2 separate regions of the Zea mays genome follow, and region 2 is linked to region 1. Evidence: chromatin contacts called from public Hi-C data. All regions are on one chromosome and are shown on one strand. The core of a region is the stretch at or near the end of the contact, and the rest is flanking DNA. Distances in the headings are between cores, read along the strand shown. Region 1 holds the start of LOC100274089. Region 2 holds the start of LOC100277702.

What was found. Hi-C and Micro-C count contacts between places; a contact is called where the count stands out from the background.
Region 2: a contact with region 1 is called in a Hi-C map of root tip, with 4 times the contacts expected there. The contact joins the promoter of LOC100277702 here to the promoter of LOC100274089 in region 1. A contact is called at or near these places in 8 of 25 Hi-C or Micro-C datasets (bundle sheath, ear, endosperm and 4 more).

Annotation. Positions count from the first base shown.
Region 1 is chr1:51,630,689-51,633,388 of Zm-B73-REFERENCE-NAM-5.0, reverse strand. It overlaps LOC100274089, which reads left to right and starts at 1,326. Exons shown (of 10, transcript NM_001148468.1): 1 at 1,326-1,683; 2 at 1,817-1,894.
Region 2 is chr1:51,972,295-51,975,048 of Zm-B73-REFERENCE-NAM-5.0, reverse strand. It overlaps LOC100277702, which reads right to left and starts at 1,401. Exons shown (of 2, transcript NM_001151203.2): 1 at 181-1,401; 2 at 1-32. The coding sequence starts at 1,126.

The DNA.
Region 1 (2,700 bases), core at 77-2,576:
CCGCAGCCCTCACAGTATTGATATGCGACAGCTGCTTCCTTGGTACGTACGAGTAATGATGGTCATAATGCACGTGACAGTATGGGCGTGCCACCTGCCAGCGAAATGGACAGGCACGCCGCCTGCGGAATGGACAGGTCGCCGCCTGCTAGTGGAATGGACAGGTCTCATTAAATACCGAGGCGGTACATCACCTGTCAGCGGAATGGATAGGCGGCGCGCCTTATCCGCAATAAATGCAGGGGCCGCGTAACCCGGAGGCCTTACGTCAGGCTCCGCCTGTTGGCTTACGTCACGTGCAGTTGGCCACGTGGCAGCATCGGGTCTCCGCCTGGGCAGGGAGCAAAAGTGTATGCGGACAGGTCCGCACTAGACTAGGTCCAGACACGTGTCGGTACCGGACCCCGCCTGAGTCCTGTTCAAGGCCCGGGTGTATTCTGTCCTGTGACCTTGGGACCCCACTGTGGGCGGCCCGGACCCCATACGGGGGGACGGGGGGGGAGAGGTCCGAACTGTATATCTGGGGGTCCGACGCTCTCCCGTGGGGTCCGGACTCACTGTTGATGCTTTGGAGCATGCCACCTCCTCTGGACACGTGGCGGCTTCGGACCCGCCCATGTGGTGGAGTCGGGCGCTGCTGTGGACCCAGAATAGCCGTCTGAGATTGGGGCGAGCTAGGGCTTGGTCCCACACACAACACTTCTACCACGCGACTAAGGGGAGGACATATCCTGTGCAATCACTCATTTTGGTACAAGCGTGCAATCAAACTATCCAGAGCATCCAATCTAGATCCAACGGTTTCATATGGAAGGGGTTAAAAGTAAAATAGGTACTATGTTTTAGGTGGAAGTGGTTAAATATAAAATAACAGTCATCATTAGATATAGATCGGATGCACCAGATCGCTTGATTGCATGCTTGCACCAGGATAAGTGATTGCATAGGATATTTTCCCGACTAAGGGATAGTCCCATGAGTTCTTTGTCTTTATATAGTAGCAGGGGTACCCTAGTTTTAAGGTACCGACAAATGGATAAACTAAAATTTAGTCACTATAAACCAAACACCCTATTTTTGGAGTGTTTTGTTTCCACAGCTTAAAAACAGTATCAAAAGTGGATTTAGCAATGCTCCAAAGTTTTACTCCGTATACTTCCGTTTTTCTCTGCCACATGTGGTAGGGGGAGACGAGGAAAAAATGTTTCGTCAAACCAGAGACGAGAGAAGTTTTGTCAAACCAGCAAACGAAGGCGCGGAGACGTGCTGCAGAGCCTGCAGAGGCTTTTCTTCCCCCCACCCCACCCATCGCGTGTGAGTCCACGGTGTGATGTCACGGAGCGGTGGCGGCTTTCCCGATTCACTGTGCGGGAGAAATCCCCGTGCAGCCTTCTTCCACCTCCTCCTACTCTCCGCTATTCGTCTTCGCTGATTTCTGCCGCTCCAATTCCATCGCTTCCCTGCTTTAGAACCTTCTCTGCTAGCTTCTCCCCGTCACAGCTTTTGGTGCCTCGTCATCGGCGACCAAACCGCCGGCGACCGGATAAACTAAGCCAGCTCCTTCGCTCCGAAAGTCGTCTCTCGTAGAGAGCACTTGCTCACCTGCTCCCCGCCCCCCTCTGCTGGCGCTGGACTTGCTCGGAGTGGAGATCCATCCGGACCTGGTTCGATTTCTTCATTTCGGTAAGTAACCCTAGCTTGCTGGGTTGATTCTTTTGACTCTTAAGAGTTTTTTTTGTTTGCTGAACGGAAGGATTCCGAGTGTTTAGTTTGTTGCGGATTTGCTGTCTGAGAGCGTTGTAATCTATCCATGCAGGGTTCGATTCGGTTTTTCTATCCCAGAGCGAAAGATCAATATCACCTGACACAACATAACGATTTCGTGGAAGCCGAGGTGCGCGGGCATTTATTTTTTCTGAAATACGGACTGATTCGGAATTGAATCCCTATACTATACCCCACCCACGTCTGGGTCGTCCGCCCCCTGTGTCACTGTGTTGCCGTGCTGTCCTAGTTTCGTACTTGCTTTGGAAAGCTTGGCGCTGCTATTAAGGCAGTATCATTTGGGAAGGTGTTTCATCACTTGGGCTTCCCGTTACGAGTTGAGTTATTGAAAGCTGCTCTGTCGGCTTCCAGGCTACCTCCTTCGAGCCGGCCTGATCTCCTCTCTCACATACCCTTGTTCTCTTGATCACCTGTATTTTATCTATGCTCCCCAGCACTTTCTGATCTTCTAAATCACTCGTGTGAGTGAATGTGTTATTGTAAAAATTACTGTGGGCTCGTGGTTTTAATTTTTAAGGATGGTCTTTGCTTCCACAAAGCTAAGCAAGCTGGGGTATAATTGTATGAGCTGGGAAATTTAGGAATTTGCCTAGTAATCAACGTTTTGGAACTAAAAAAACCATTCTTCATCTTTTCAATACCTTGCGTCCAAATGATGTGTTACTGTACTTGTTGTCTTTGGAATTACGAGCTGCTATTGACAGGTGGCATTTGGAAAGGTGTCACCACCATGATTGTCAATTAACCACGGCTAGATGCCTTTTGTTAATATTTCCAGATTAAGAACATGCAGTTAACTCTGACCGGTTGCTGTTTTTGGTAACGGTACGGTACCAATATGCCAGTGCTTAGATGGGCTATCGTTTTTGCCATTTGTACCTTTATACCTGTATATCATTTAATGATATTGCTGAT
Region 2 (2,754 bases), core at 152-2,651, 340 kb before region 1:
CTCACCGCCTGGTTTGATCTTGCAGTAGTCGCCTGCACGTACGGAAGCGCACGATTGAAGTTACGTGGCACATACCCCATTGCTGATTGGTCAAGGAGAAGACATACGGCAGATCATGTGACTTTGGCGCATATCGTGAGTCGTGACAGCGACATGTATGCTACGTACGTGCGTACGTACCGGAGAAAACAAGGGTTCGGGAGGGCTTCACGATCTTCGATCCGACGGCACCGCAAGCGCCCCCCTTGCCACCCACATCGAGATCCGTGCATGGAGACGGCCGCTTCCTGCATGGGAACCTCGGGGAGCTGATGGCGTCCAGCACCGAGTCCGGGCTGGGGTGCTGCTGCTGCTGCGTCGGCGGCGATGGGGACGGCGACGGCGACTGTTCGACGTGTTCGTTGTCGCGGGCGAACGTCCCCGTGGCGCCCTTGCCCGCATGCGCCGTCGTCTTCGCTGCAGCCGGGCAGACCTCGGACGCGGAGGCCGCGCGCATCTCCGCGGCGCGGACGGCCGCGATGATCCGGCGAAGCGTCTTGAGGTCCTCGTCGCACTTCTCCAGCGCGCCCAGCAGCTTCCGCCGCTTCTCCGCGGCTGTCTCCGGCGCCGCCGCCGGCGGCGGCGGAGGCGGACGACTCGGGACGACTGGCCGCAGCAGCGTCGCGGCGGGCGAGGACGGCGCGGACTCCTCCAGGCCCATGAGGCGGGCGATGATGGCCGGCGGCGGCGCCCGGGGGCTGTCGCAGCTGGAGCGCCGGTGCTCCGGCGCGATCGTCGGGCTCCGCGGCGCGTCGCAGGAGCGCCGCCGCCGAACAGCGGTCGTCATCAGCTGCTGCACCGTCGGCTTCGTCGGAGAAGCCGCGGGCGAAGCTGAAGGCTGCTGGGCCGCCGCCTTCTTTCTGGGCGACGACGAGGACGGCGGGGGTGGCGGTGCTTGGGAGGCCCGCGCTGCTGGCGCGTTCTTGGCGGTGAGGCGCTTCCGGTGGTGGCTCCGGTGGTACGGCGAGATGAGGCGGAGGAGGCCGGCCATGCACCCAATGCCACCGCTCCGCCTCTGTGCGGGGGAGCACGTGGAGGGTGCCCGCCGGTTGGCGGCGGGCTCCGGCTGCGGCTGCGGTGGCTGCATAGCCTCTGTGTTCCCTGAGCCGTTTGTTCAGCCGAGCGGGAGCAGCGAAGCACGGCGTGTGGGGGCGTGCCGCGGCATTATAATTGGAGGCGCGCGTGGAGGGCGCAATATAATGACGGCATCGCCCCTGTCGCTCCGGCCCTCCCCGCGGCGATGGCAAGGGCAGCTCAGGGTTTCATCTCGTGCGAGCTTTGCTAGGGGAGGCGACAAAAGCTGTGGACTGGTGGTGGTGGGGTGGGGCAGTATCCGAGTTGAACTGCACACTCCGCTGCGCGCGCTGCGGTGGCCGCTAGCCGCGTGCCTTCCTGTACTACTGCTGCTGCCTTCTGGCTGATGTGTATTAATAAGGTGTTTGTTAATTAAAGCGCTTGTGGAGCGTAGTGTACTACACATACTGTCCAGTACTGTATGGAGATTAAGGAATAATGGCCGCAATCATGTCGTTGGGAAACTTTGGATTAATTATCTGGTCAGTGTCGATGTTGTTGTTTGGGAATGGGAAGCATATATGTTGTTAATTAAGGATGGCATTGGCACTGGCACTGGCACGTAGCCACATCCTGGACCCTCCTCTCCCGTTGCAGCGTTGCTTTAGCTTCAAGTTTACATCTGGTCTGCCATCGCATATATGTGCCGTTTTCCTCTTCCCCGTCAGATTCCAAACAATGACGTCTCGGGAAACGCAAGAACAAACAGATAGCTTCCATGCTACTTCAGCCTCTTTCCGGATTAAAGTACTGCACCCAAAGCCTCTAATGGTGGGGTTGGGTTGGTGGTCATTTGTTAGCTTTGATCATCTGCTACGTATAGATGCCCCCTGTGCTAGCTGTGGTATCCGGGGTCAGGCGGGAAAGCATTGTTGCACGCGCTGTAGGGACAGCAGGCAGAGTGAGTACTAGCTAGCCAGTACACTAACCACAGCCCACTACTAGGCTTAGGCGGCATGCATGCAGAGAGTGGAGCAGAGCAGCGGAGCACAGGGCGAGGAGGCGGTAGCGTTTAGCGCCGCATTTAAAGACGACCGGCGGAGAATGGTGGGAGATCCATCGGGCAAAAGTAAAAGAGGCCATGCAGAAGGAAAAGAAAAGGGCGCATCCATCCATCCATCACTCCGAGGTCGAATCCTAGGCACTGCAATGCGCTGCGCCTCGTGAGACACCCCACGTGGCGACCCCATGCGCGCTACGCGCACACGCACACCAGAGCCGCGGGCCGCGGCCAGAGAGGCCGCCAGGCACTGGTCGACGGTCGTCGTCTAGTCCTCTGGCCGGGGACACCGACGCACTGTGCCTGTTCTGTGCGCGTCGTTCGCAACGGGCACTGCCTGTTCACAGCCCAGCTCTTGGCGCTGCGCGCGCGCGCGGCGGATCGCACTCGGGAGCGAGCATGCTTGCGCGCGTTCACGTTCACGTACCTACTCGCATCATCGTTTTGCGCCGCGGCGGTGTCGTGTTGGGGGCGAGCGACGCAGATGGCGGATGCGGGCGGGCGTTGGCCCTGCCGCCGGCGGCACAGGAAACTGCTGTCGCTAGCTGCGGCGCGCGGGTGCGTGCCCACGGTGTCCACTAGCGCTCGGCGCTGACGGCCTGGTTGTGGCTGGCGGAACGGACGTGACTGCCTATATATAT